Linked DNA regions of Mus musculus: all the other regions are linked to region 1. The links are chromatin contacts, called in public HiChIP or PLAC-seq and promoter capture Hi-C maps. All regions are on one chromosome and are shown on one strand. Each heading gives the region's core, a stretch centred on a gene start, on an enhancer-like site or on the middle of the called end of the contact. The rest is flanking DNA. Distances are from core to core; before and after follow the strand shown.

Region 1 (4,082 bases), core at 1,126-3,625:
GCCCACAACTGTCTATCAGTCCAGTTCTGACACCTTCCTCTGGCCTCTCTGGGTACTATGTATTCATGTGGTGTGCATGCACGCCTGCAGGCAAAATACTCATACACATAACATAGAAATAAATATCTTAAAATATAATCAATTTAAAAAGAGGAAGAGAGAGGCTTATGTAGAAGACAGTAACACACACCCTCAAGTGGGTATGGAATTCTCAGAGAATTGCTGAATGTTTTAACTCAAAAGGATAAGATATTTTTCAATGTTTATCCATAGAATCAAATATTAAAGGCAGCTCATAGGCTATGGATGTATCTCAGTAGGGGAAGGTTTTCCCCAGTATATGCAAGGCCCTTCATTTGATCCCCAAAGTGGAATTCTGATAAGGGCAACTAATCTTAAAGCTTAGCCATTCACGCTGCTATGCATTTCTTTCCACATAACATGGCATTAGCAGAGTGCACTTTCAGGTATACCTTGGCCATGACTGTAGGTGGTGTCAGGGATGCCCATGCTCTGGGCCACCTTCCAGGTTACATCGTATCTTCCCACGTGTCCTTCATCCTTGCTTCCCATCCATGCTATGGTTTTTGTTGTTATCTTTGTTTGGTTTGGCTTTTCTTTTAAGCCAAGGTCTTGTCTTGTAGCTCAAACTGGCCTTGAACTCGATTTCCCTGCCTCCATCTCCCAATTGCTGGGATTAAAAGTACAGTCATTGCCTAGGATGCATAATGCCCTGGGTTTGAGCGCCAGACCTCAGTAACAATTTGAGAACCATGTTGGATCTGGCTATGGTCAGTTAGATGAGTGTGAAAGTGCCTAAGTACAACTGATTTTTTATTTAATTAATTTTAATTAATTTATACATAAATGCTATATCTGTTGAAGAGGTTGGCTCTAAACCCCCAAGGATACCACAATTTAAGGACACTCCAATCCCTCAGATAAAATGTTTCTCTTACACACATCACATCTCTCTCTCTCTCTCTTACACACACACACACACATACACAATTCTCTTTCACTCACAGACACAGACACACAGACACACACTTTTATTTATTTATTTATTTATTTATTTATTTATTTATTTATTTATTTTTGAGACAGGGTCTTACTATATAGCTTTGATTGGCCTGAAACTCACTGTGTAGACAAACTGGCCTGGAACTCACTGAGAACTGCCAGCTCTAATTCCTAAGTGCTGTGATTAAAAGCATGTATCATTATACCCAGCTAAAACATCATAATATTTACATGCATCTTTCTATGTAATATTTTTTTCCTAGATGACTTATGATACTTAACAGGATGTGAATACTGTGCAAATCTTCATTCTATTGTCTAGGAAATAATGACCAGAAAAGGGCTGTATAGCTTTAGTACAGATGTGGCTGCTGCCATAGTGTTTGGAGCATATAAATGGCAACATCACTGTCTTAGTTAGGGTTTCATTACTGTGAAGAGACACCATGACCAGTGTAACTCTTATAAAGAACATTTAACTGGGGCTGGCTTACATGTTTAGAGGTTCAGTCCATTATCAAGGCAGGAAGCATGACAGCATCCAGGCAGACAAGGCTCTGGAGAAGGAACTGAGAGTTCTACATCCTGATCCAAGGCAGTCAAAAGACTGTTTCCCGCAGCTAAGAGTGAGGTCTCAAAGCCCACGGCCACAGTGACACACTTCCTCTAACAAGACCACACCTCCTAATAGTGCCACTCCCTGGGCCAAGCATATTCAAACCACCACAGTCACATTTACAGTTATATCCGCAATCTCAGTCTGAAGAGTCACACATTGCAGATAGCTGACTACAGCTGTATTAACACAATATTCTTTAGAGTGCTTTCCTGCAAAACGTGCTGCTGTTCTGTGTGCACAGTGAGACTCCCTGACTTCATTTTATGTCGCTATCTTAATTTGGTCATACTCCTGGTTGACTACACAGGCATCTGCCTACCTAGCCAGTTTTATCCTGCTTCAGGGCTGAAGGTATAGCGATAAGTCACCCTGGAAAAGCCTTTCCTGACAGACCACCTCCCAAATTATCTGTGGGAGATGGGCAATTATTCATGATGTTGGGGCAGTACCCTGCAGGATGAGTAATCTTATAGGACACAGGGAGTATCTTTGTAAGGATCTGGGTTTGGAGCCCGCGACTGACACCATCAGGACAAAGGTCGTGAGCTGCTACGGGAACCAGTGTGGAAGAGAGCTCAGCTGCTCAATCATGGGCAGGGCGATGAGCGAATACCAGAACCTGAAATGAGAGCGCACAGCTGCAAGGACCTGGATGGAGGAATGCGCAGCTGCCAGGACCTGGACGTCAGAGCGCACGGCAGCCAGGACCCCGCCCCGCGCGCGCGCGTGCCCGGCGTTGGCGCAGTCTGGGTCTGAGTCGTAGGCTGAGGCTCGTCGGCCTTGATCTCCGGCCGGTCCTCGGCCCTTCTGCGCCCTCTCCGCCCGCGCCCTCGTCGGCGCCGCCGCCCGCAGCCCTGGCGCTCCCCGCGGGCCCAGCTGATGCCATCTGCGCCCTGTGTCAGCGCGCGCCCCGCGAACCGGTGCGCGCCGACTGCGGCCACCGTTTCTGCCGGGCGTGCGTGGTGCGCTTCTGGGCCGAGGAGGACGGGCCCTTCCCGTGCCCGGAGTGTGCCGATGACTGCTGGCAGCGCGCCGTAGAGCCCAGCCGCCCTCCGCTCAGCCGCCGCCTCCTGGCTCTCGAGGAGGCGGCCGCGGCGCCGGCGCGCGATGGCCCTGCCAGCGAGGCCGCGCTGCAGCTGCTCTGTCGCGCCGACGGGGATCCGCTGTGCTCCGCCTGCCGCATGGCCGCTGGCCCGGAGCCGCCGGAGTGGGAACCGCGCTGGAGGAAGGCCCTGCGCGGCAAGGTGCGCGAGGGGCCCCTGCACACTGTCCACCTTTGTGGCTTACCTGGAGTCAGGCATTCGATCAGTGTGCTGACCTCCTCTTCCCTCTCCCGCATCCCATGGGTGCCCAGCACCCTCCCTTCCCCGGGGACCCTGCCATGCTAGGGGCTCTTGGATCCTGGAGTCCGTGATTCTGCCTTCCTTCATCTCTATTATCTGTCTCCCGGACCCTGCTATGTCCCTCGAGCTATTATCTCTAGCGCATGCTCCTCCGTCCCCCTTTCATCCCAGGTCTCTGGCCTAGCTGTGCCTTATCTCTATACAACCTTAAGACTTCTATTTTTCTCGAATTCCCCTCAAGTCCCGATCCCATTCCTCAAGGCCTCTTGCTCCTATCCCGGTGTGATTTCATCGGTGCAAGCCCCGCCCATCCACTTGCTTATGGAGACCTGAGAGTGGTCTTTGGTCTACCAGTTACCATTTGCAGCCCTCTGAGGGGCTGTCGGTCCACCTCATTCAGGAACCTTCTCTGCTATACTCTCTTGGTCATTGCACGTAGCACCTGCCACCGGGCAGAAACCGACTATTAGACTCTGTGTGAAGATGGGTTGCAGGGATCTAGATAGAGTATCATCCCTGACCCAGAGAGAGATGTCTGAATAGCCAGGTAGGAAAGCCGTGGTCTCCGCCCGACAGGAGAGAAAATCGTAGCTTAGCGTGTTTGAGGGTGCTGTTATCCTTATGTTCTGCAATGATGCACCATGAGCCTCTGGAATAAGTTGTGAAGAACACTTTTGAGGTGGAGGCCTGTGGTTACATCCAGGTCCCAAACTGAGGTAGATACACTCTGTCAGAACATACTGCTGGGGTTGTCCTATGGTTTGTCGTCCCCTTACTAAGACAGCAATCTCCACAAAGACCAAGCAGGACACAGAGAAGTCAGGAAAGTCACTGTCTTAAATCAAGCTGACACTAAAGGGGACCTACCTAAAATCCTGGAATCACACAGCTGACCTTGAATTGCCTGCTGTACACCTAGTTCTGAAGAGGTAGAAGCACAGGAGACCCTTTTACGAAACAACCACTTTCCAGCAGAGACCGGACGAGTAGTTCCAGTCGCCAGACTGCTGATCGGGGTGTTCAAATCCTTCTTCCCAGGCTCTAACCAGCTTCTCTCTCCCAGGAGAACAAGGGCTCTGTGGAAATCATGAGGAAGG
Region 2 (4,082 bases), core at 759-3,258, 930 kb after region 1:
GCCTTGCCAGACAGACAACCCAATCACAGAATTCACTTTAAAAAGCACCAAGGTCTTAACAAGCTTAAATTCAGAAGCTATTGGATTAGTTCTGGTAAGTCTGTCAAAAAACTACTCCAAAGATTCTATCAAAACCAACTGGTAAGATTACAAAAGAAACAAAACAAACAAACCAAAACAAAAAACAACCAAAAAACCCCACTGGAACAGAACAGATATAGTATACCTAAAATGTGTGCTTTGGTCACTTAAATTGAGTTTGGCTTTATCCTGAGGAAAAGTTGAGATGCCAGCCAAACTGTCTTCTTCCCACGATCAATAGCTCCAATGACGCAAGCTATCAAGGGCCCATGGCTTTACACAAAATGCCAGCTCAGGCACCCAATCCTGCCTGATTGTCACAGCTGATTTAAAACCCACAAGGCAGGTTCACCAGTAGCTAAGTGCGGCGAACTGAGCGAACAGCCTCATTTAAACTTCTGAGGAGCGCGGCTCGAGAGGATGATTATACCTCTGAATTTAAAGAGGGGCAGGACCAAAGAGCGTCTTAAAGTTGATTCCTCCACTCTGTGGGTGGAAAACGAGGATATGAAAGAAAATGGAGGTTTCAGTACTGCCCCTTGCATAAGAGGATTCGGGAAGGGAAGGAGAAGAAGAGGGAAACTCTGGTACTACAACACCCCCAACCCCATGTGCCCTCTTCCTTATGAAGCAACCCTAAGAGAAATCGAAAGGGCAACCAACGTGCTGGTTTCCCCCAGGGCTAGGCCTACACTTTCCAGCACTCTGGAACCTGAAAGCGGCTAGCTCCGACTTCCTCGGTGCCCAGCTTAGGTTAGGCAACCACACCTAAGCTCCATAGCAAGTTTTTGGTTTTGGTTTTTTTTTTTTTTTTCATTTTTTAAAGTTAAAAGTACCAGGACTCCGACGATCAAACTCAAGGGCCATGCTCACTATCAAACACCCAGGAGTACCCAAGCGGAGGCTGTGCCCGAGTGGTGCGCCACTAGATGCCCACGCCGATCGCGCCCGGCTAGGATTCCCGAGCCACCTCCCACCCGGACTCAGCGGGGGAGGGGAGCCCCGCGCGCAGCTCCGGCCGGCGAGCGCTGCGAACAGTCCTGGCACGGCGCATGGCGCCCAACTGTCACCCGCCCGCCCCGCACCGGCGCGGCCACTCCCTCGCCGCCACACACGCCCCTCGCGTCGCCGCGGGCCGCAACCGGCTCCCGGGCACGCAGGGGCCCGCGCTCCCCACGCTTCACCCGGCTCCCCGAAGCGCAAAGTTGCAAAGTTCAAAGCCAGGCCCAGCTCGGAGCCATGACACATGTTCTCTGAACACGCACTCTCGAGGCGCCGAGACGCATAGGGAGCACAGGGCACACGAGCGGCCCCGCCCGGCCCAGTCCGCCAAGCTAGGCCCGAGGCATGCCGTTGCCACCAACCGCTGCGGCCCCGGTAGCCCCGCTCCGAGGGAAACGCCCGCGTCACTGCGCGGGCCAGTGCCGCGCCGCGCAGACCCACCTGGAGGCGGCTGTCCGTTCACCGCGGCCGGCGGCGGCGCGTGCTTCGTCCACGGGTTCACCTTGGGCGGCGGTGCCTCCACGAAGTCACGCCGGCCGCCGTCCTCGCCGTCGCTCCCCGCTGGGGCTTCCGCAGCTGCGGGTGGCCGCGGGCTCTCGCGCTCCGCGCCGTCGCGGCCAGGCCTGGCGCAGGCGGGCCGCGGCCTGCGGACGCCGCCGTCGGGCTCTCCGCCGCCGTCACCCGGGCCCGACTCGGCCTGGGCGTCGGGCGCCGGCTTCTTCCTCGCCAGGCCGTGCTCCTCGGCCTGCAGCAGCGGGGCGCCCGCCGGCAGCAGCGGCTCCACTTGAGTGGCCATCTGCGCGGAGGGGCCGGGCGCGCCGCGGGCCCCGCTCGAGGCCGCTGGCGGGGCGCCGGAGCCCGGGCCGCGCGGACGCGGAGCGGCGCGGACGGGCTGACGCTGAGTGGCGCGCCGGGCAGAAGGCTCCGGCGCGCCTAGCCGGCCTGGCGGACCTCGGTCCGCCGCCTGCGTCCCCCCGCCCCCGGCCCGGGGCGGCTCGGGGGGCTGCAGTGGTGCGGACGGCCAGGGGGGGAGCGGCGCGGAGAGCCGAGCCAGACCACGCGATCCGCGGCGGGCGGCGGGCGGGCGCGCGCCTCGCGACGCGGCGCGCGAGGGGCGGGGACGGCGCGGCGACGGGCGCGCGCGCGCAGGGCGGAAGGTCCCGCCCCGGCCCCGCCCCCTGGAGACCATTCCTGTGGCGCGGCAAGTGGACGGGGGCGAGCACGTGCCTGATGCAACTTCGGAGGGCGGGGGTGGGGGAGGAGCCTTAAAGGGCCAGCGCCCCAGAACGGTCGCAGGTGGAGCACATGGGACCTGGCCACGCGGCCGGCCCGGCCTGCTAACGCTGGTGACAAGTGTTTCTCGGGGCTCCGCGTTGGGGTCTTTTACTATGTCAGCCCAGACTTGGCTAGTGATGCAGAGGGGTTCTTTGGCCGCCCCCTGTGCGTGGCTTCTGGCCCCACTCCGATGACCTTGGCCCAGCTGCAGCCTGGCCAGAGCACTGGTAATGGGTCCAAGGGAGTTCTTTCCCCACAGGGGCAGCGAGCGCCTCGGAAAGAGAACAGAATTCCCAGTAGTACCCACGCTATGCAGGCCCTCGAAACCCAGTGTTTTATAGGCAGGAAATGGCTTTTCTTTCAAGTCGCTTGTGTTTTTTCTATAGAATTGTTTAGGGTAGAGTTGAACTGACACTTAATTGAGGGACTCAGAAAGCTCTGAGATTTGTATCTTAACCCTGACCCCATTGCAGTTAGTTAGGGGTTATCAGCAGTAGTCAGGTCCACTTCCTGGGTCTCGATTTCTCTATTGTAAAATGAAGGAACCATTTATGCCAGGTGGTTTCAAATTTCTCTGTCATTTGGTTCAATAAATGTTTACTGACTTTATGCTCTGGGGGCCTGCAAAGTTCTTAGAAAGGTCTGCCAATAAACCAGGCTAACAAGCACCTGTCCTCCCGGAATTTACACTGTAAGGTGGGGGAAGGCACAGTAAACAGGAGAAACAAATACTTCATTACAGCGCAGTAGTCACTGTGCTGTAATGAAGTAGACAAGATTGGCTTTTTGTTTGTTTTGGGTTGTTTTTTCCGTTTGGTTTGTTTGGGTATTTTTTTGTTTTTCAAGCAGAGTTTTTGGTTGGTTGGTTGGTTGATTGGTTGGTTGGTTGGTTGGTTTGGTTTGGTTTGGTTTCTGTCTAGTTCTGGGCTCTGATTATCCTAGAACTCTCTCTTTCTGTAGACCAGGCAACCAGGCTTACTTCGGACACACAGAGACCCACCTGTCTCTGCCTCCCTAGTGCTGGGATTAGAGGGTTACAACATCATGAATTTAACTGAGATTGGCTTCTTTAATTGCTGAGAGAAGGTTTCCTTGAACTCAGATCCCAAAATACTGGAAATAAGAGACGTGTCAGGAACTGACTGGATCTAGAAATCTGAGAACCGAACAGCCTGGAAGGTTGGCGAACTCTCCAAAAGAAGGATTAGAAAACAGGTGGTCTCCTGGGTGGGGGGCATGGCTTCCTGAAAAGACTCTTAGAGACCAGACACTGGTATTGTGGACACCGGGAATACTGGGGAAAGTGTTCATAGCAATCTGGTGTTCAATTCCATCTCCAGTCTTTGCCTGCAAGCCTGGGACAGCTCTCTAGCCTTCCCTGATAGCCCCTCTCTTAGAGGAAAATTAATGCCTAAGTAGTCAATGAGAGCCAAAGTGCCCCCATTATAAGGCACAACACACTAAAGCCAGCGCTTGCTCGGAGAAGCACGGAGGAATATACGGTTTGAAGGAGATAGAGAATTTAAGCAGTATTTTTGTTATTGTTGTTGTTTTCTGAAACAGGGTTTCTCTGGGGAGCCTTTGCTGTCCTGAAACTCCTCACTCTGGCCTGGAACTCACAGAGATCTGCCTGCTTCTGCCTCAAGAGTGCTGGGGTTAAAGGCAGATCCCCTCCCCCAGCTTAAAACTGTGGCATGTCTACCCTTTAATCAAAGAGCACAGCA
Region 3 (4,082 bases), core at 739-3,238, 830 kb after region 1:
TATTTCATTGTTCCATTTTGTCCTTTGAGACAGGGTTGGAGAGATGGCTCAGTGATTAAGACTGTTCTTCCAGGCGACCTGGGTTCAAATCCCAGTACACACATGGCAGCTCACAACTGTCTTTTTTTTTTTTTTTCCTTTTTTTCTTTTTTTTTTTCTGAGACAGGGTTTCTCTGTGTAGCCCTGGCTGTCCTGGAACTCACTCTGTAGACCAGGCTGGCCTCGAACTCAGAAACCCGCCTGCCTCTGCCTCCTGAGTGCTGGGATTAAAGGTGTGCGCCCTTGAGACAGGTTTTTCTATGTAGCCCAGGCTGTGCACACCAAACTGGCCTTGGACTCAGAGATCTAACTGCTTCAACCTCCAAGTGCTGGGATTAGAGGCGTGCAGCACCATCGCCAGCTGAGACCCTGTTTTTAGAAGGAAAGAAAGCAAACTAAACTGACCAGGGAGGCAGCTTGGAGGTATGCAACCAGTACTTGCTGCCAAGCTGAGAACAACTTAAGTTTTGAGCCCCAGACTCACTTGATAGAAGAAAAGAACATAAACCCCAAATATGACTTCCACATGGACAACTTGGCACTTGTGTACACACAATAAATAATAACAATAACAATAATAATAGCTTAAAGAAGAATGGGGCTGGAGTGATGGCTTAGCAGTTGAGAGCACTTGCTGCTCTTCCAGAAGACCAGAGTTTGGTTTCCAGCACCCATGTGAATTGGCTCACAAATGCCTGTAACTCCAGCCCCTGAGAATGTTGACGCCTTTTCGGCCTATTTTTTCCACCAACACACTCGTGATATTAATTATAAATTCATACATTAATAAACATTAAACCCTAAAAAAATTATCCTTCAAAATTCTTCAGGAAGGTTCGGAGGTTGAGGCTGCGTTCTCCCTTAAAGATTTATTTTTATGAGTGTGAGGGGGAGAGGGTTGAGTGTATCAACAGCTGTGCGATCTCTCCCTTAAAGGAAAATTTTGATCCCATGCAATGTTTGCCTCACAGGCTGGCTTTAAAACTCGATCCCCAAACCAAGCTACATTTGAAACTACAAAGGGAAAGAAAGGGGTTCTCACACACACACACACACACACACACACACTGCCCTGTGTTCTCACACACACAGACACAAAAACACTGACACACACACACACACACCCTAGGCTGCCAAGCAATCTGTTGTGACCGCTCCTGATTATCCAAACTTGGGAGCAGGGTGTCTGTGCACCCAGGTGGGCTCTGAAGAGCGAGGAGTGCGAACGCACGAAACCACGCTCTCCCTGCTAGCCGTGCAGAACTCAGTTCCACTGAGTGTCTCCTGCTCGTCGTCGGCTTTTGTTTGCGCCAGAGCGTCTGGGAGACAATCAGCTTCACTTCCCTGTTCCAGAAGACTAAACAAAAGGCTTTAGCAGTGCAAGACGGGCGCAGGAGGAAGCAGCGGCCCGTTAGAAGAAATGGCAACAGGTCCCCTCTGGAGCGTTCCAGGCCACAGCCCTGGACTTAGACGGCACCCCATCCAGCTTGCTGGCTCCGCGACGGCGGCCCTGCCACGCAAAGCTGCAGCACCCCAAGAGCCAAGCAGAGCGGCCTCTTGCCTCCCCCACCATTCCTTAGGCCTCCAGGCTGGACTCCGGGGACCGAGAGCCCCGTAGCCTCTGTGCCTCAGTGTTCCCGTGTGTAGGATGGGTCGCCACGGAGGCACTTCCGCCTCCTGCTCCTACCGTAAGCAACCTAACCTGCTTACCCTGGCTGGCGGCCCCGCCGAGTGCGGGCGGCAGCGGCCCTTGACCCCGAGCTCTCCTCCCTCTTGCCCCGGATCCGCTCCAGAAACCCAGCTCGACAGGGAGACGTGAGTCCTGGCGCCCAGAGCGGCCGACGATGGGCACCAAACCAAGAGGTTGCACCACTCTACCCGTCCGCCCTCCCGACTCGCCTACTCTCCGCGTCACTCCAGGCGTGCGCGGTCCCGCCGGTCTCGGCTCCGTCCCCCCGTGCGCGCTCAGATACCTACGCCCCGCCTCCCTGCGCAGGCGCAGAGCGAGAAAGTTGGGTTTGGCGGAGGGCGCGTGCGTAAAACGAGGTTTGCCCTGAGGCCTCAAACGGCGTCTAGCAGTGTAAACTTGGTCCCCGCCTAGGTTCTGGAGTATCATGAGTCGCGCCTCGGGAAAGGACGGGATCTAGAACTGGCCCCACTTCCTAACATCAGAGCATATTACGACTGTTGGTTGTAGGTGATGATGCAGGGCACATGGGGTGTCCTGACCCTCGATTACTGCAACCTGAACCCCTCATTCACTGACCATCTATTCACAGAACCCCTTCTGGATGACCATTAGGTAGGGGTGGGAGAGCGCCACCAAACCGAGTCATGAATGAGGTCAGCTGAGCACTGCCTCCCAGAACCTGGACGGCCTAAGCAGCGCTGCTCCGGGGCCTGTGCTGTCCGCTGTGTCCCTGGTATCACTGTGGGTCAGTGCAGAGAGAGAGGGGCCAGTCAGGGAGAGTAGGGGGTTCGCTGGTAGCGAGGCCATGCTGGGATGTATCGCCACCTCGTGCTTTCCCACGGGGCAAGAAGACTAAGACCTCCGAAGAGCGCCTCCCCTCCCCTGGTGCTTCCTCTCCTAGGGGCCGTAGGTAAGCATACAGCAGGTGTCCCCCTTCTGACATCCCGTCTCCCAGTCACTTTGCCCTTTTCATTTTAAACTTTTATTCCAGAAGAAATCCCCAAAATAGGACTTACTGACTAAATGAGAGCTAGCCTTTCAAACTGTGAAATCGCACAGCCAGCTTCTGGGGTAACGATGTCAGGGACAGTTTCTGAAGCCCAGCCTTTGTTGTTTCTCTCCAGGATCTGTAAATAGAGACACAAGACTGTGATGAGGATGAAACCCTAGACCAAGCCACAACCGTCACCACAAAGAACCAGGCCTGGGCAGTCAGTAACTGTAGCTGCGGTGGATTCCCTGCAACAATGTTGATGGGACTAGCTGCAGGGCTGGCCTCTTTTGAGGTGTTCGGGTTGTCTAGGCTAGGTAGACACTGCCTTCCCTCAGTCTGTTCAGTGCATGTCCTTGCTCTGTTCTGTGATTCGATTCAGGAGAGGGTGGACCTAGCATGTGCTAGTCATGTGAGGAGCAGCCGTTGAGTCCTTCAGGAGAGGGTGGACCTAGCATGTGCTAGTCATGTGAGAAGCATGGAATTTGGGGGGAGGGGGGGTTCTTGCCACCAATAGGCCTGGTGTGCTCTGAAAGAGTTGAACAGGAAACACCTGGCTTCCCCCCCACACACACCCTTCACCTAGAGCTTCTCACAGACACTAATTGTATTTCTGGAGGGACTGGAGGGGAGTGTCTACACTTTAAACAATGGCTTTCAAACTGCAAACAAGAGAAACTAAAGTTTGAACACATTTCTTCAACTGGAAAAGCATAGTTTTGAAAATACAGAGAAGCATGGTTATAACATGGATCTTTTTAAGAGCTGAATGGTGCCTCTCCATGGGCAGCCTGGATTCCTAAATATTTGGTTTTGGATGCTGGGACAAGGGACTGAGGTGCGTATTTTACACGCCAAAGCAGACCTGGCCACCAGGTTCTCCCAGCATCCCTCAGTCCCTACCTGGCATACCCTGCCTCCAACCCTGAACTTTCCAGCCAAGGGGCTGGGCTGCCCTTCCCCACAGGCTCCTCCCTATATAGTCCAGACATTTTTGTCTCTCTCCTCCTCCTCCTCCTTCTTTTCCTTTTCCTTCTCCCCCTCCTACTCCTCCTTCCCAGCGGCAGAAAAATAACCTATTACTATTGTCCCCACCCCCCCAGTTCTAAACAAAGGTATGCCTTGAAAAAAAAAAGTTCAATAGGAACTGGAGAGCAGTTAAAGAGCACTGGCTGCTCTTCCAAAGGTCCTGAGTTCGATTCCCAGCAACCACATGGTGGCTCACAACCATCTGTAATGGGATCTGATGCCGCCTTCTGGTGTGTCTAAAGACACACCAATAAACTTATTGGTGGCAAGCAACAAACAAATAAATCTTAAGGAAAAGCACATTATATGTAAGAAAATAATATCTAAAATACA
Region 4 (4,082 bases), core at 1,060-3,559, 770 kb after region 1:
ATAATCTCTGACAGTCTGAAGTACGCAACACAATAATTTTATCGCTGAGCAGCTAATAAGAAGATACATCTTTGGTAGGTATCCAATGATTCAATCCAAACCTGAAGTTTAAAGGTTTGTACATTATAGAAAGAAACAAAACTGTAAGTGTACCTAAATTCAAACACACAGTGGTTAAAGCAACATTTTCCAACTCATTATGCTTCCATCAGCTGGGTGTGCTGGGCGTGGTGGGCGTGGTGGGTGTGCTGGGCGTGGTGGGCGTGGTGGGTATGCTGGCACACAACTTTAATCCCAGCACTCTGGATGCAGAGGCAGGCAAGTCTCTGTGACTTTGGGGGCAGCCTGGTCCATAGAGTGAGAACAACCAGGGATACATGGATTCTGTCTCAAAAAAGCCCGATGATGATGATGATGAGGAAGAGGACGATGATGACGATGATGAGGACGACGATGACGACACTACCAACAAGCCTCACGTAGTCAAAATCAACATCTCAAACCCTTAGGTCAGTTTAGGAGGTAAAGGCAATCTGGTACAGTTAGGTCAGTTAATTAGAACATGTAAATTACTTCACAAAGCCCCTTTAACCCGGAGGAAAACCTCACTGCTTGGCACATAAGAACACAAGTACTGGTCAAGCAGGGCATGGTGGTGCATACCGTCAATCCCAGCACTTGGGAGGCAGAGGCAGGCAGGGTTTTGTGAGTTCAAAACCAGCTTGGGCTAAGTGCTGAATTCAAAACCAGCATAAGACCCGACTCAAAAGAAATTAAAAATAGATTTAAAAACTAGGGGATTACTTCTCCCTACAAACTTACCGCTGGTCTCCGAGGTTCGCCAGGCAGTTGAGGTGGGTAAACAATCTTATTCTTCTTCTCCCATTTGCGAGAAATGTCAAGAGAAGCACTCGTGTGGATGCACGACGGGGGTAAAACCCTGAAAGGAAGGAAGCCCATAAGACAACAGAAACTTGGACCTCTCTGCCGTTCTGGGAGCCACGTCACCACCACCCTTATCCAGACACTACAGAGCTGGCTCGTCTCCCATCCAGATACACCTGCAATCTCTAGGCCTTCAAACTTTCTTCTCCAGTTTGAATCACTGGTGTTTACATTTTACATAGTTAAAGCCAGCGGCACACTGTCACTTCACTGGGCCTTGGTTTTCATGTATGTAAGAAAGAGGAAAGAGGCAATGTCTCTAAGGCCTCTAACATCATTTTATATCATCACTCACAGCAGGGTGACAGAACCATAAGCTGCTCAACTCTGACTTCAATCTTTCAAAGAAGCCATTAGGATAAACTATTAAACAAGATTTTGTGAGCGTGAGGTACCTACTGTCTGCCATCCCTTAGAAACTGCCTTGCATTTCTCAAAACCTCAATACAGATTTGGCAATCAATATGGTGTCTGGTAAATTAAGTATGCCATGAATTAACAGTGACAAAGTTTCATGAATACTTACAGGTTTTATGAATACTCAGGACTGAAATGGGTTTTAAACGGAATCAAACAACTATAATTATATTATGTCAAAATATTGCTCCAAAGAAGCAATTCATTTGCAAGTACTATATATGTAATCGAAACTTCGGATGTACCCTACGGATCCATGCCAGTGCTAACTCAACTGCATAGGGACGCTTGTGTCCTAGCAGGACAGTGCATGGCCTAGGATCCCAGCCTCTGACTGGTAAGCAGAAGCCAGACTGACTTATGGCGAGACTCAAACAAACAAACAAAAGGCTTTCTCGAGAGGCTCCAGAATGTTCTGCAGAGCAAAAGGCTCAAACTCCAGTTGCTGAGAAACAACAGCGAACGAATGTACAATGTCAGGCAAGCCTCGAGTCTCCAAACAGTCCTTGCCCACGGCAAGTGAATAAAGAAATAACCAGGAATGTTTGTTGGTATAGCACACAAAGTCGAAGATTCGAATCGTGCCTACGGAATAGGGAGAGGCTGGTCAGAAAACACCGAGAGGAGCCCCCGGAGGCAACAGTCTCTATGGGGTTCTGGGTCGGGCCGCCCTCCACCTGAGGCCGAAAGTACTGCCTGGCACACAAGTGCACTGTGATCGATGCAGATCAGGCGCAGCCTGCAAGATCTTCGTGGCAGGACTCTTACCGCAGCGTCTGCGTTGCCCAGATCCTCAGGTTAGGTACCCTCAGTGCACCTGCAACGTGAATACGAGCTGTCAACTTCGATTCTCTTTATCTCCTCCTTCCCAAATTCTAAGAAAGACTCAAGCCTTACCCAACTCTCGCAGTAGTGCGGCCGCCATGCTGAGCCCTACGGAAGCCTCCGGGATCAAACGCCGGCTGACTATACGCATGCGCAGTCCGAGGCCGGCTTCCGGGACCGGAAAAGTCAGAGTGCGTTGTCATGGAGACCAGGAATGCGTCGTCCTTGTGAAAAGTCTGGTCAGAGCAGTCTTTCTTTGGAGTGAATGACCTCATAAAGACTGAAAATCAGAAAAACTGTGACCTCACCTCATAACAGCCTGAAAAGGGCAGGAGAACCTTTTAATCCTAAATATTTAAGGCCAAAGATACAAGAAAGACCACTGATCCAAATCATAATGGCCAAGTTAATTAAAGCAAGCAATTAATTAAAGCAAGCTTTTTTTATTTGCATACAGGAACTGCTTCCCCCTAAAGCAACGTTTGAGAAGGCAGCATCGGATATGAGGAAGACAAGGTTTCTATAGCTCAGGGGTTGGGTGTTTCCAAATGGATTTGCTAGGTGGAGGTTACAGGAGCAGAACTAGAACAGGAGCTGACTAATAAGTTAGTCCCATAAACAGAAACAGACTAGCAAATTGGTCATAACCACCTCCTGAAAGAAAGTTATGATCACAAGGTGGTCCTAAGAAGGTAGTCATAAAAACCTTTTTTTTTTTTTTTTTTTTTTGGTTTTTTGAGACAGGGTTTCTCTGTATAGCCCTGGCTGTCCTGGAACTCATTCTGTAGACCAGGCTAGCCTTGAACTCAGAAATCCGCCTGCCTCTGCCTCCCGAGTGCTGGGATTAAAGGTGTGGGCCACCATGACCGGCCATAAAAACCTTTTGAAACAAAGGTAGGATTAACAAGATGGTTTTGAAACAAAGACACAGTTGCCATTTTCTGGAACCCACAGAACCATGTATAGTTAAGATTACAGGTGTGGCATAGCCCAATCAGTGAGAAATGGAGGTTTAATCATAAACAGGAATGAATCTAGTTTGCCTCTACTATAAGATACCTTTTGGGCTGGTGAGATGGCTCAGTGGGTAAGAGCACCCGACTGCTCTTCTGAAGGTTCGAAGTTCAAATCCCAGCAACCACATGGTGGCTTACAACCACCCATGATGAGATCTGACTCCCTCTTCTGGTGTGTCTGAAGACAGCTACAGTGTACTTACATATAATAAATAAATAAATCTTTAAAAAAAAAAAAGATACCTTTTAAGCCTAAAATGGAGGCAGGCTGGTTCATCAAACTCTGTCTTCAGTGGGCCTCAGGGTTCTTGTTAAAAATGACTGTAACATCAGCATGTGGGAGACTGGTGTTAAAGAACCACCATGTTACACAAGCCGGGCTCTGTCTCAGAGAAAAGGAGCCTGGCGTAGCACCACATGATGTAATCCCAGCGTATGAGAGGCTGAAGCAGGAAGATCTCCACCAGTTTGTCGCCCTGGGCTGCAAATTCCAGGCCAATCAGAACTACACAGTGAGACTCTATCTCAAAGGAAAAGAAGAAAGAGGAAGGAAAGATCACTCTAACACAAATTTGTGAACATTACTGAGAAAACTCTTTCAGAAACCAAATTGCCTGGCATGGTGGCCCACACCTTTAATCCTAGCACTCAGGAAGGCAGAAGCAGGTAGATCTCTGTGAATTCAACACAGTCTGGTCTACAGAGCAAGTGCCAGGCTAGTCAGAGCTATATAGTGAGATCCTGTCTAAAAAAAAAAAAAAAAAAAAAAAAAAGCCAACGGGATGGGGTGTTATCGAGATGGTCCAGCTGACAAGCTGAAGTCAGTCAGTCTCTAGGCCCCATATCATGGAAAGAGAGCACCAACTCCTTGACCTCTGA
Region 5 (4,082 bases), core at 674-3,173, 740 kb after region 1:
TCCTTCAGAACCTGTTAGAAAAACGATTTTACAACAACTGATGACAGATGAGGAAAATGTATTGTCAGAAACCACAAGGAGCTCTTTCTGCCATCTCTCCGTGAGCTTGCTTGTGGTGTGCATGCCCCGGCGGGTGCTCTCAAGAACAGCTGAGAAGAGAGGCAAATGCCAGGCACTCGTCGGGCCGTGGGCCAAGGCATCGCTCAGGTCCTAACTGAGATGATGAAGCAAAGCTACATTGGCGAATTTTAAATCATTGATGATCTCAGAGCTGGGGACTACTGTGGGCCCCAAAGGCAGGCTGAACAAGTGCGGACCTGCTCCCACCTGTCAGTGTGGCTTCACCGTACTGGACCATGAAGAAGCAAGACGAAAACACACAGAGGGGGGAAATCCCGGGATTCTTTTTTTTTTTTTTTTTTTTTTTTGGTTTTTCGAGACAGGGTTTCTCTGTGTAGCCCTGGCTGTCCTCGAACTCAGAAATCCGCCTGCCTCTGCCTCCCAAGTGCTGGAATTAAAGGCGTGTGCCACCTTTTTATAGAGGTGTAAAACATAAATAAAAAGCCCCCGTGGACTGTTCAAGAAAAAAAAAAAACCAACAAAAAGAAAGACAAGGAAAGAAAAAAGAAAAGAAAGGAAGAAAGGAGAGAAGAAAGACATCTTGAATTATACAAAGCAGTTCCTGGTCACGCTTCTGGTTGATCTAAAGCTGACTACAATTCTCCATAAAGATCCAGATCTCTCTAAATACTCTGGGGAAAGGGGGGGAAAGAGATGCCTCAATGAAGAAAGCACTGGCCTCACAAGCAGGAGTTTGAACCCCTGGCATCCACATAAAAGCCAGTTTCAATACTCATGCCTAAAATACCCTAGCTGGAGAGGTGGAGGTCCAGAGGAGGATCCCAGAGGGCTTGCTGGCCAGCCAGTCAGTCTAGCCAAGAGGTTCACTGAGAGATTCTATTTCAATAAAATGAAATAAATTGGAGAGTGACTGAGGAAGACACCCTAATGTCAGCCTCTGGATTATACACACATACACACTGGCAAGCAGACACTCGGGCCCACACACAAATGCAATAGTCTCACACACACCTGCACAAAAAAGGTCACATACACAGTGGAAGTGGCAGCCCATTGGTTGCCTATGTTACTATGTTCCGTCGGGTTGCATTTTGTTATACTCTCTTCCAAAAGATTAAATTAAATGCTGGCAGATGAAGAACCAGCGTCTCCAAGGCAGATAGATAATGCCCAACAGAGTTAGACAAAAAGTTTCCTTATGAACCCAGCCTTCCAAGCCAGAGTTCTAGCCCCTGCGTGTCGCACATGGAGAACAGATGCACATTACACAATTCCAGAATGTTCCAATATTACCTGTGGGCTGTTCTGATCCTGGACTCTGGCCCCTGAGGGGTCATCGAAGTAGTGGCCAAGAGAATTTGAGTAAAATCCCACCTGTTTTCTCTTAACTAGGCTCCCTCAGAAGACCCACAAACCCAGGGATACCCAGGTAAAAAAAGAAGCACACTGCTTCTCTCTGGTGAATTGGAAGGACTTGATTCAGCCAGACACCATGCACTCCGATCCTGAAGACAGTGCAGGAGGGTGCCTGCTGCACAGGGTGCCCCAGAGGAACACCTGACCCCAGACTCCCCTGCCCTGAGCAGGTTTATAGGCCAAGCAGGAGCCCCTCACCTACCTGCTCAGAAGCCTTACAAAGCTGCAATCCAGGCTCAGGACGGTCAGGAGAGAGAGAAGTGTGGTGGGGCAGGGTCCTGTGGGGAAGAGCGATTAGAAGAGGCAGGAGCAGCTGAAGGGCAGCCTGAGCTCCTAGGTTTCCTCTCAGACCCTGCTCTATCTATGTTGGCCCAGATGTAAGTCCCCAACTTCTAGGCGTGAGCCCTGCCTGCCTCCTCCCCAAGGGGCGGGGCCTGATGCCCGAACAGCTTTCAGTTTCAGTTCCTAGAAATGGCTAGTTTTCGGGAGTTAGCACTCAGAGGCCACGTTCTTCTTCAAAGAGAGGGGTAACTGGGCCAGATTCCAGGTATAGAGGTCAGAAGTCTGCCCGTGAAGCCTGCCATTCAGACTTCGGTCAGAGCTGCCTTGTCTGACCCTGCTACCTCCTTTCCGGAGCCCCTCTTAATGATGGCACCATGTTGAGACCCAGCGAACTTGGTCCTTGGAGAACTACTCGCCCTTCATTGCTGCTCCTTGGGGCTTCTGTCGCTTCTCATTGTCTACTCGCTCCTTCCCGCCCACTCAGCTCAGGGGCAGAAATTCCACCTACTCTGCCCTGTTCCAATTCTGTCGTCTCCCCAGGATCAAAGTATGCGGCAGAATATGCCACCTTTAAGTGGTCTCCTTCTGCCCACCGGTTTCTCTTGAGTTCAGGAAAAATATTTAAAACAAAGCAAAACAAAAACCAAAAAATAAAAATAAACACTCTCCCCCCCTCCCCCTCCCCCCTCCCCCTCCCCCCTCTCCCCCTCCCCCTCTCCTTTTTTTTTTGTGTACAGTGATGCCCTGGACCACTGAGTGCCCAGGTAGAGGGGAATGGGCTAGTTTCCCTGTGTAATTGCTTAGCAGGGTAAGTGGCTGATGGGAAGTGTGTGCTCATTTGCACAGTCCATGCCCCCAGGGCTCCCCCCACCCCAGGCCATTTACTGACCTGGTCTTTCATTTTCACTCACTGTCCCTAACATCCTGACTCCCTCCCTCCCCCATCCCTCCCTTCAATAGGTGTGCATGTGCATGAGCCTCGGAGGTCGGAGCAGAGAGTTGGAACCCGTGCAACCGGAGTTACAGGACATTTCTCTGTATAGCTCTGACTGTCTTGGAACTCACTCTGTAGACCAGGCTGGCCTTGAGCTCAGAAATTCGCCTGCCTCTGCCTCCCAAGTGCTGGGATTAAAGGCGTGGCCACCTCTCCCGGCCTGGGCATCAGATCTTAATACAGATGGTTGTGAGCCACCATGTGGTTGCTGGGATTTGAATTCAGGACCTTCGGAAGAGCAGTCAGTGCTTTTACCTGCTAAGTCATCTCATTTTTAAGTGTCTCTGCCACCTGTGACTTCTCTCGCTCAGAAAATGACAGCAGGCAGCACTCTGCAAGATGCCCTTGCACAGGAGTGTTCCTGATCGATGAACTTGGTCAATAGATGATTGACAGGCTGGGGAGATGAAGTCAGTAAGGTGCTTACAGTGCACACACAGGGACCTGAGTTCAATCCTCCAGATCCCATGTCAAAAGTTAGACGTGGTGATATGTACTAGTAACTCCAGTACGGAGATAGGCTGATGGCCAGCCAGCCTAGACTATTTGGTAAGCCCCAGTTACAGTGAGAGACTTTGTGTCAATAAACAAGGTGGAGAACCTCTGAGGAAAGACAGACAAAGTTGTCCTGTAGCCTCCATATGTGTGTGCATACACAGGTGATGATTTACAAAGAAGGTATAACAGACCCCTAGGACCAGGCTGTCTCTGTCCCTGAGACCCAAAGGTGACTGCTGTGCATGCGAACTTCCCAACGATCTCTCCTGTGTGAGGAACATTCGCCACATCAGGGGACATCAGCAGGATTGCCACTATCCACCTGTATTCTTTTCTACCCTTTGCCTTTATAGCTGGCCTCTGCTTCCCGACTGTCACCAGAGCAAGAACAAGAAGCAGACTCCTGTCCCTGCTGGGCTACAGGGAGATGTCAGTTTCGTAAGAATCTAAACAAACCAGGCACTCAGGAGGCAGAGGCAGGAGGATCTCTTGAGTTCGAGGTCAGCCTGGTCTACAGATCAAGTTCCAGGACAGCTAGAGCTACACAAGGAAACCCTGTTTCAAAAACAAAGGAAGGAAAGAGAGAGTGAGAGAGGGGGGGAGGGAGGGAGAAAGGAAGGAAGGAAGGAAGGAAGGAAGGAAGGAAGGAAGGAAGGAAGGAAGGAAGGAAGGAAGGGGAAAGAAGGAAGGAAGAAAAGAAGGAAGGAAAGAAGAGAGAGGAAGGAAGGAAAGAAGGAAGAAAAGAAGAGAGGAAGGAAGGAAAGAAGGAAGGAAGAGAGAGAGGGAGAGAGGAAGGGAGGGAGGAAAGAAG
Region 6 (4,082 bases), core at 600-3,099, 720 kb before region 1:
AGCAGTAACCGCATATCCCATATACTGCTTCCCTGAACAGGATCCAAATGAGAAGAGGAAATCACATTTCTCTCTCTTCAAGAGTCCTACCCTTCCCAAATAGACAGGTCTCTAAGGCCCTTGGCATTCTCACAAATCAATGACTGAGACTTGGAGAGTCTGGTTAAGCTTCCTGATTGCTTCCTGGCTATTGGAAATCTGACCTCAGAGAAAGAGGCCATAACCCCTGCCCTACTACTCCACTCTAGTTTGCCCCATAAAACAAGTCAAACCTTGCTTGCCTGCCTGCTTGCCCATAAAGGCTTTAAAAACAGCCAAACCAGGGCACTTCAAAGCAATGTTTTCAGTCTAAACAGCTCTTTCCAAAAGGAGTGGCTACAACTAGGTGGCACTGGCTGGACCGTGTGGGGAACTCCACTGAAGTCAGCAAGCAGGGGGCAAAGGAAGTGGGCGAGGGGAAAGGGGAGCAGGATATATAGTGCTTTCCCAAAGTGCTGCAAACAAGGCCAGGAATCCTCAACACCAGAAACGGGAGAGCAACCAGTTCCCAAGGGCCAGTTGCCCAAATTGGAGACCTTGTACCAACACAAATTCCCAATCTCCTACACTGCTCCGGGGTTGGAGGTCTTTGGCAATCTAGGACAATGTTTTCCATGACTGTGACTTGGAGGTCTGGAACTCTGTTTTCCATGACTGTGACTTTGACACGGGTTAGGAAGAGCGTCTAACCTGGTCCAAAATCCTGACTAACAAATTAAGGGCAGACAGAGGGGGAAACCAACTTTCCCCAGAATGTACAGGTCTTCTTGGTCTCCTGGGCCAGAAAGCAAAACCAAGAAGGGAAGCCCCTACCCCTCGACAAAAGCTATTCCTACCTTCAGTTCAAGAGCAAGACCCACCCATCTGAAGAGAAACACCTCATCTCTCTTCAGACCCTGACGGTGACAGTGACTTAGAAGGAGAGCAGGCTCTATTCCACAAGATGGAAACTGGTGACCCACGCAAACATGCCAATTCCTGGGACAGTTTGGTGGCCAAGTCTGCGTCCAGTCCCAAGACAAGTCGCGAGGGGGGCGAGGGGGGGGGTAGTACTGACAAGTGGCAAGCAAGCCCCACTTTGTTCCTATCCAGGGAAACCAGACATTTTTTTGAGTCACCCAACAAGCATGAATCACACGGCAGAGCTATGGGAACGGGAAAGGATGTTATTTTTCGGCATTCTTGAGGATTTTCCCTTTGTCCCAGCTCTATCGATACTCTTCCCGCCCCCATTCCAACCCCATCCCCCAACTCTCACGCATTTTTTTTCCCTGCTCCATTTTTATTCTCTCTTGGCCTTCGCAGGCTCTGCGCTCCCCGGCACGACTCGCAGGCAGGACTCTCAGCTCCGCACCCGCGGCAGCTCACCTGCGTCAGGTCCTCGTCGTTGAGCAGATGCGACTCGCGGGGCTTGAAGCAGTTCTGACACTTGCTCTTGTTGAAGATGTTGGCCTGAAATTTCCTGCACGGGTTTTCCTTGGCCGCCGACATGTCGGCTAGGCGGCCGCGGAGCGGGCCGCCACGGCCCAGCGCTCTCCCGGGGGTCGGGGACTCAGCGCGGCCGCCGCCGCATTTTGCGCTGGCCGCCGCAGGCCCGGAAAGGCCTCCCCTCTCGCGCCGCGCCCCGCCTGCTCGCCGCGGCCTCAGAGCGCGCGCGCCGCCTCGCGCCCCGCCCCGCCGCCCGGCCGCTGTGGGCCCATGGACGGACGCGGCCTCCGGCCGCTGGCTCCACCGCGGCCGCCCCCAAGGCGCCGGCCGGCAAGTCCAGCCGTCGCGCTCACCCGGCGCCCGCCGCCACCGCGAACGAACCGAGCTGGGCGCCGCGCGCACTCGGGGAGGGGCGGGGTGGGGCGGGGCACCGCAACCGGCAGCCCCGCGAGCCAATGGCACCCGCACGCTCCTGCTAACAAAGAAACCCGTCGACCAATGGATGACGGGGGCGGGACCGGGAGCAGCGGGCGCAAGGTAACTTGTCCAGGCTGGGAAGGTGGAGGCGCTGGGATGGAACTTTCAGGTTTGGTGGACTGGCGCCGCCGCCCGCGGCCTGACAGCTGCGGCGTTGGGCTGGGCTGCTCCCGGAAGGACGCCGGAGATCTCCGCGGTCTCCCTGCGGGCCCCTGTCTTTCTCGTAGTCTCTTCGCTGCGGCCTTCTGCCTCGTCTAGCCTGCGCCCCTACTGTGTGCTAGGTCTGTGGTCGACCCAGATGCCACCATAAAGACTAGAAATTGTTTCAAGTGCTTCCCGTGTTTTAGATCATTAAAGTTCCATAACCTTCCCGTGACCATTCCGGTTTTACGTAAGGAAACTGAGGCGCGCGGAGCAGTTAAGTAATAAGACGTAGTGTTTCCGAGGTGACTAGAAGATGTCAGCAGCCGTGAGGAGTTGTCAATTCTATTATGGGAGCCCAATTCTGCTAGAGTTACGTACGCACTCTTACCTCCGTTTTGTGCTTGAGGAGACAAAAGCTCAGACACTGCGAATAGCTTGTGCAAGGTCACTCTGCAAGAAGGGCCTGAACTATATACTACAGGCCACTCTTGTCCAGACTCCCAGGCAAAAGGCCACTTGGAAAGGAAACGACAGAGGAGTCCAGAATGGGCGGAGGGGAGGGGGATGGAGGGGGACAACCCCTGCTCCTTAGGAGGCAAATTGTTCCCAGCAGCAGTGAAATGGATCTAAGCAGAGAGCATGCAGAACTGTTCCCAAGGTATGCAGGTGTAAGTGTGGGGAGGAGGAACAAGAAAGGAGTATGTGGTCCCAGAACTCTGAAAGTAGATCTAGGAGGGTGGAGAGTTTAAGGCCAGTCTGGACCGTAATGAGACCTTTATAAGGAGGCTAAGGAGGAGAGGAAAGGGAAAGAGTGAGGGAGGCAAGACAGAAAGGAGGAATCACTTTGACCTGAGATTCCAGGCTCAGCTGGCTGGCAGTTCCAGAAGTCAGCCTGTGTTTTTTAACAGGCTGAACTAACTCATTCTTCACAATGGAGGTGATATTGGAGCAGGTGGTGGCACTGAGAGCAGCTGCGCTCAGGTCACAAGGAGGCTTTAGGAGAGAAATGCCTTCAGAGTTGCGTACTTTTCCACTGGTCATCTGGTGACTACCCCGGGGAGGTGCATTTCCATTTTGAGAAAGAAATGCTCTCCTGCACAAGGAATCAGGAATGAAGGAGCCCAGATCAAAGTGTGCCTGCAGCCTGAGGGGAAAGCCCAGCTCTGATCCAGCTGTGGGCAGGTCTTTTGCCCTCACTGGCACCTCACTGACCACATGGACAAAACTGACATGAATGTAAGGTGTTGCAAGCATTAGGTGATAATCATCTTTGCAAAATACTTCACATAATGTGGCCAATTGTTAATTGGTGAATTTTGGGAAAGGGTGTTTACTGGACTATCCTTGCGACCTTGTTGATTTAAATTTTTTTCCAGAATAAAGACGGGGAAGGGGTAAAGGGAGACTGACGGTTCTTGTCTGCACCGAATACTCGGAAAGTGATACCAGTGGTGGCCTCTGGGGAGAAGAACTGGGTTATTGGGAGGTGACCTACTTTTAAATTTTCAATATAAAACCTTTTTGTTCCTTTCGGGTTTTGTTTTATGAGCATGTACAAGCTGTTTAAAAGAAAGACTTAGAGCCAGCAAGATTGCAAGGCGCGTAAAGGCCTTTGGTACCACACCTGATGAGTTGAGATGAGTCCCCTGAAGCCACATGGTGGAAGGACAGCACAAACTCCTGAAAGTTGTCCTCAGACCTCCAGATGAGTAGTACAGTGTGTGCTACAGTGTGTGCGTATGTGCGCGCGCGCACGCGCACACACACACACGAAATACATTTAAAATCTAATTACAAGTTTTCAAAAAATATATATTTTAAAGTTCTACCCGTTTCTTGGGGCCAATCAAGGCTACCCTATTAAGAAAATGCCCAGCATACGTTGTCCAGGCCAGCCACATACCACTGGTGTCACAGCTGTGGGTATGAGGAAGAGTGATTCAGGGATCCTGAGGCTGGTAGCCTGACAAGAGCTCGACCTCAAGCAAATGAAA
Region 7 (4,082 bases), core at 936-3,435, 630 kb after region 1:
TCCATCCATCACTCCACACTTTTGCTTCCCATACCTAGCAATGCATGTGAGGATATATTTCCTTGCTATCATAAAGAGATCATTACTCCAGCTCTTGGAAGGTGGAGGGAGAGCCAGGCTACGTGGCTACACGAGACCCTAATGATAGTTAACACATTCAGAGAAGACTGAAAAGTGTTTTCCTTCCTCACTCACCTTGGGCTTCCTGCTTCCTCCTGGCCTCTGAACACCAGGCTCTCTCTGTGGTGTGTGTGAGAGGGGCCTGCTTAGGTACATCTGAAGGTGCAGGAATCAAAGAGGGTTCCCAGGAGAACGTGTGGCCCGCAGAGCACTCCCATACAAGCTCTCCTTCACCACCTCCAGGCCCCCGGAGCCCGGGCACTAGGCCGCATTCCCGGCTGTGTGTGTGAGACAGGAGCACCAGGTACTGCAGACCCTTCCGAGGCCCAGGCTCTGGAGCTGGAGGTAAGATGAAGCAGTCATGCAAGGACCAAGAAAACCACTCAGGCCATCCTAACCCTCTAAACCCACTGGCAACCTCAGGACATATACGACATCGGTTTATTTGTTTTTTTCTAATCTTTTTTAAAGATTTATTTATTTTATGTATGTAAGTACACTGTAGCTATCTTCAGACACACCAGAAGAGAGCATCAGATCCCATTACAGATGGTTGTGAGCCACCATGTGGTTGCTGGAAACTGAACTCAGGACCTCTGGAAGAACAGTCAACGTTCTTAACTGCTGAGCCATCTCTCCATGCCCAGACATTGGGTTTTTTCTTTTTTTAAGCATTCTTTTAAAAATATTTTATTTGTCATTAGCTTTGTATATCTGTGGGTGTGTGCACATGAGTGCAGGTGCTCCTGGAGGCCAGGGATGTTGGATCTCCCTGCAGCTAGAGTTCCACACAGTGAGCCTCCTGCCATGAGCACTAGGAAGGAAAGGAATTTGGGTTCCTCTGCAAGAGCAGCACACCACCCAGCCATTGCTTCAGCCCCTGAAGAGTTTGAAGGGATCTTGTTTTTGTTTTCAACCTAGATGCACAGTTGTTTGTTGTTTTGGTTTGGTTTAGAGCCGGGACAAACACACCCAAAGGTCCCAAGGCAAAGCTCCTTTCCCACAGGCATGGCAGCAGGCTTATTTTGGGCTTGTCCTCTTCCCGAACCCAGTAGGAGCTTCTGATCCATTTCTCTTGAGACATTCAGTCTCTAGGAGGCGCCACTACCTGTTAACGTCTTTTACCTACCTGCACAGAGGACACAGCCTGAAGAAGTGTACCTGCCAGAGAGGAGCTTGGTGTCAGCTCAGAGCCAACCACCCTCAAGTCTCCGCACTCACACACTTACAGGGCCAACCCTACAGACCTCCCATTCGCTGGGGCTAGGAGGGGAGGAGCAGGCCCACCCTGCCCAAACGAGAAACCCAAGGCTGTAGGAACCGGCTTGGGGCTGTGTCTCGGTGCCCTCCTTGGTCCCTCCCGGCCCCTAACCGGTCCAACAGGAACTTGGCGAGCTGCGAGTGCAGGGAGAAGCCCAGCCGCTCCTTGAGGAGGCACCACTGTTCCATGTGGCCGCCCAGGCGGATGCGGCACTTGCTGCGGCGCGCGTCCAGCTGCCTGCGCTTCTCCCGCCGGCGGCGGGATGCGTCTGCCACCGGAGAGGCCATAGACGTGCGGGCCTACGGGAGGAACGTGCTGTCGTCGTCGGGGCTTTCGGGACAGACACAGCCCCTCGCTCCGTCTGCAATGAATGGGGAGACCATAGTGCCTCCGCAGCGCTCGCGCCTCTCGGATCCAGCCACCCCTTCTTAGAGCCAGGGAGGACACTTGGAACACGGGGGTCGCAGGCAGGGGGAAAAGACTGGAAACTTGCTCTCCTTGTCTGGAGGCGGCCAGGTCTGCGTGCAGCCGCGCCTTGGCCTTCTCCCTGCCTCCCATGCAGGGGAAGCCCACCCAGCAATGCTAGGACACCGGGCCAACCCTCGTGGGGTCTTACCTGCACGCCCCAACCCGCCTTTGCCCAAACTGCGCCTGCGCTCCCCGGACCCGCGTGCTCACTCCGAAAGCCACAGAAGGACCGGGGCCCACCGCGCGCGCCGCCGCTGTTTCTCTTTTAAGAAGAAACCGTCCCCCCTCGGCGTCAGGAGGCTACGGCCTGGACTTGCAGCGGGAAGACAGCTGTCTGCGCCTGCGCCCCGGGAGCCCCGTGCAAAGCCTGCCGGGAATTGTAGTTAGCCTTAGTCCTGAACGACTGTCTGGGATTCTGTCGTCATTGCTCCTTCTATTAGCATCTCTGCCTATCAGTTGCCACCAAGCAAACGCGAGCTGCAGCATCCGCCAGCTGAAGCCAACTAGAGTCCTTTCTGAACCGCGAGACCACCCTCCAGCTGCAACCTATAACCTGCCACCATCCACACGAGAAGTTGCCTACACTTTGTACAGACTCTGATTTCACATCGTCTACAAATGGCTCTGATGGAGTTATTTCTATCAAGAGACTGCAACGGCACTTGTCAACGGCACAAGTTTTTTATTTTCTGTTTTGCTTGAAACAAGGTCTCATGTAATTCAGGCTGGTGTCCAAACTCACCATGTAGCCAAGATAGCCTTGACTCCTGCCTCCACTTTTGAAGTACTGAGATTAAAGGCCTGCACCTCTCTATGTTGCTAAATGAAGTGACCAATTCTGTTGCCTCTCTGCCCCAGAATGGAGAAGAGTTTAGCTCTCTCCTCTTGCCACACATTCATCTCACTTTCTTCTCAACTTCACTGTCAGACTAGACTTTGTCTGCTCCTGGTTTTCTCCCGCTTGGCTGGATCCTCTTCTCTCTTAGATCCTTCTGTTACCAAAAGATGGAATGGACTAGGCTCAGGTCCCTGGCAAGCCTCTCTTTTAGGTATGCTCTTGGGGGGGGGGGGGTGATGTAATTAGATCACCCATTGATTGATGTTTCTGGCTACCCTTTTGGGATTCCAGACTCCTTTGACTGCCCAGTTGACTCTCCATGGTTAAATGGCTTAATATACTTCATGTTTATAAAGAATTTACAAGTGCCTGGCACAAGGGAGTCCACAATGAACAGCCTTAGGGCTCAAACCTCACTCCAAGTCACTTGCACTACTGACTGTTTTCTGTAGCAAATCACTACAAACTTGACAACTCAAAACAGCAGAAATTTACTCGCTTACAGTTTTGGAGGTCTGCACCAAAGTGCTGAACAGGGCTACAGGTCAAGCAAGAGCTCTAAGAGAGTTTTCTCCTTGCCTTTTTTATCTTCCAGTGGTGACCAGCGTTCTGGGACTTCTGGCCATATCACATAAGCTTCTGACTCCACACAGCCTTGCTCTAGTGCAACCCTTCCTCTTCTTTCAAACACAGTCCACTTGGGTAATCCAGAGGACCTCCCATTTCAACACCTCAAACAGTTATAACTGCAAAGTGTTGGCTACAAAAAAAAAGCAACTTTCACATATTCTAGTAGTTAGAACACGGATGTTTGGTGAAACTATGTTTCAGCATGCAGTATGATCATCATAGACTGTTGAGGCATCTCATCAGAGAAAGATGCTTGCTGAGCAAGTCTGGGGCCTCAGTTTAATCCCTAGAACCCAGCATTAGGGTGGAAGGGGGAGAATGGCCTCTAAAGTTGTCCTCTGGTCTCCACAGACACGAGGCATGGCACTGATGCTCACACACGATATGTACGCACAAAATAATTTTTATTTTTAAAGATGATCACCACATGTGGTGGCACACACTTTAATCCCAGCACCTAAGAAGCAAAGGTAGAGCCGGGCAATGGTGGCGCACGCCTTTAATCCCAGCACTCGGGAGGCAGAGGCAGGTGGATCTCCTAGTTCGAGGCCAGCCTGGTCTACAGAGTGAGTTCCAGGACAGCCAGGGCTACACAGAGAAACCCTGTCTCAAAAAAACCAAAAACCAAAAAAAAAAAAAAAAAAAAGCAGCAGCAGCAAAGGTAAATGGGTCTATCTCTATGAGCTCCACGCCAGCCTGATCTGCATATCAAGTTTGCCAGGGCTACGAGAAAGAGAGAAATGAGAATTAAAGTAAAATTAAACT

What was found. Promoter capture Hi-C pulls out the DNA fragments that hold promoters and counts their contacts. HiChIP or PLAC-seq counts read pairs in DNA pulled down with a chosen protein or histone mark.
Region 2: a contact with region 1 is called in a FOXA1 HiChIP or PLAC-seq map of pancreatic cancer cells. The contact joins the promoter of Larp1 here to the promoter of Rnf187 in region 1. A contact is called at or near these places in 1 of 39 promoter capture datasets (cranial neural crest), 1 of 484 Hi-C or Micro-C datasets (cortical neurons) and 2 of 115 datasets of contacts at active chromatin or transcription factors (memory CD8 T cells and pancreatic cancer cells).
Region 3: a contact with region 1 is called in an H3K4me3 HiChIP or PLAC-seq map of the SCID.adh cell line, with 8 read pairs. The contact joins the promoter of Cnot8 here to the promoter of Rnf187 in region 1. A contact is called at or near these places in 4 of 115 datasets of contacts at active chromatin or transcription factors (the SCID.adh cell line, bone marrow-derived macrophages, memory CD8 T cells and 1 more).
Region 4: an HNF4G HiChIP or PLAC-seq map of pancreatic cancer cells shows a contact between it and region 1. The contact joins the promoter of Mrpl22 here to the promoter of Rnf187 in region 1. A contact is called at or near these places in 7 of 39 promoter capture datasets (the C10 cell line, the HPC-7 cell line, cranial neural crest and 4 more), 2 of 484 Hi-C or Micro-C datasets (B cells and cortical neurons), 9 of 115 datasets of contacts at active chromatin or transcription factors (SST interneurons, VIP interneurons, bone marrow-derived macrophages and 6 more) and 1 of 9 other capture datasets (embryonic stem cells).
Region 5: a promoter capture Hi-C map of hematopoietic stem and progenitor cells shows a contact between it and region 1. The contact joins the promoter of Igtp here to the promoter of Rnf187 in region 1. A contact is called at or near these places in 5 of 39 promoter capture datasets (the C10 cell line, erythroid cells, hematopoietic stem and progenitor cells and 2 more), 1 of 484 Hi-C or Micro-C datasets (the Ba/F3 cell line) and 3 of 115 datasets of contacts at active chromatin or transcription factors (embryonic stem cells, memory CD8 T cells and microglia).
Region 6: a FOXA1 HiChIP or PLAC-seq map of pancreatic cancer cells shows a contact between it and region 1. The contact joins the promoter of Mprip here to the promoter of Rnf187 in region 1. A contact is called at or near these places in 1 of 39 promoter capture datasets (pre-B cells) and 2 of 115 datasets of contacts at active chromatin or transcription factors (bone marrow-derived macrophages and pancreatic cancer cells).
Region 7: a contact with region 1 is called in a promoter capture Hi-C map of the HPC-7 cell line. The contact joins the promoter of Zfp692 here to the promoter of Rnf187 in region 1. A contact is called at or near these places in 14 of 39 promoter capture datasets (the 3T3-L1 cell line, the C10 cell line, the HPC-7 cell line and 9 more), 4 of 484 Hi-C or Micro-C datasets (B cells, the N1E-115 cell line, cortical neurons and 1 more), 12 of 115 datasets of contacts at active chromatin or transcription factors (the SCID.adh cell line, bone marrow-derived macrophages, embryonic forebrain and 8 more) and 1 of 9 other capture datasets (adipose tissue).

Annotation. Positions count from the first base shown.
Region 1 is chr11:58,937,199-58,941,280 of GRCm38.p6, reverse strand. It overlaps Rnf187 (ring finger protein 187), which reads left to right and starts at 2,375. Exons shown (of 4, transcript NM_022423.2): 1 at 2,375-2,886; 2 at 4,049-4,082. The coding sequence starts at 2,497.
Region 2 is chr11:58,006,990-58,011,071 of GRCm38.p6, reverse strand. It overlaps Larp1 (La ribonucleoprotein domain family, member 1), which reads right to left and starts at 2,008. Exons shown (of 19, transcript NM_028451.1): 1 at 1,525-2,008. The coding sequence starts at 1,879.
Region 3 is chr11:58,101,876-58,105,957 of GRCm38.p6, reverse strand. Cnot8 (CCR4-NOT transcription complex, subunit 8) reads right to left here and starts at 1,988. Exons shown (of 7, transcript NM_026949.5): 1 at 1,750-1,988.
Region 4 is chr11:58,169,891-58,173,972 of GRCm38.p6, reverse strand. It overlaps Mrpl22 (mitochondrial ribosomal protein L22), which reads right to left and starts at 2,309. Exons shown (of 7, transcript NM_175001.5): 1 at 2,260-2,309; 2 at 2,131-2,179; 3 at 823-940. The coding sequence starts at 2,287.
Region 5 is chr11:58,197,397-58,201,478 of GRCm38.p6, reverse strand. It overlaps Igtp (interferon gamma induced GTPase), which reads right to left and starts at 1,923. Exons shown (of 3, transcript NM_018738.4): 1 at 1,700-1,923; 2 at 1-11.
Region 6 is chr11:59,660,274-59,664,355 of GRCm38.p6, reverse strand. Mprip (myosin phosphatase Rho interacting protein) reads right to left here and starts at 1,849. Exons shown (of 24, transcript NM_001368931.1): 1 at 1,408-1,849. The coding sequence starts at 1,530.
Region 7 is chr11:58,305,172-58,309,253 of GRCm38.p6, reverse strand. It overlaps Zfp692 (zinc finger protein 692), which reads right to left and starts at 2,185. Exons shown (of 12, transcript NM_182996.3): 1 at 1,998-2,185; 2 at 1,493-1,742; 3 at 1,250-1,281; 4 at 196-459. The coding sequence starts at 1,668.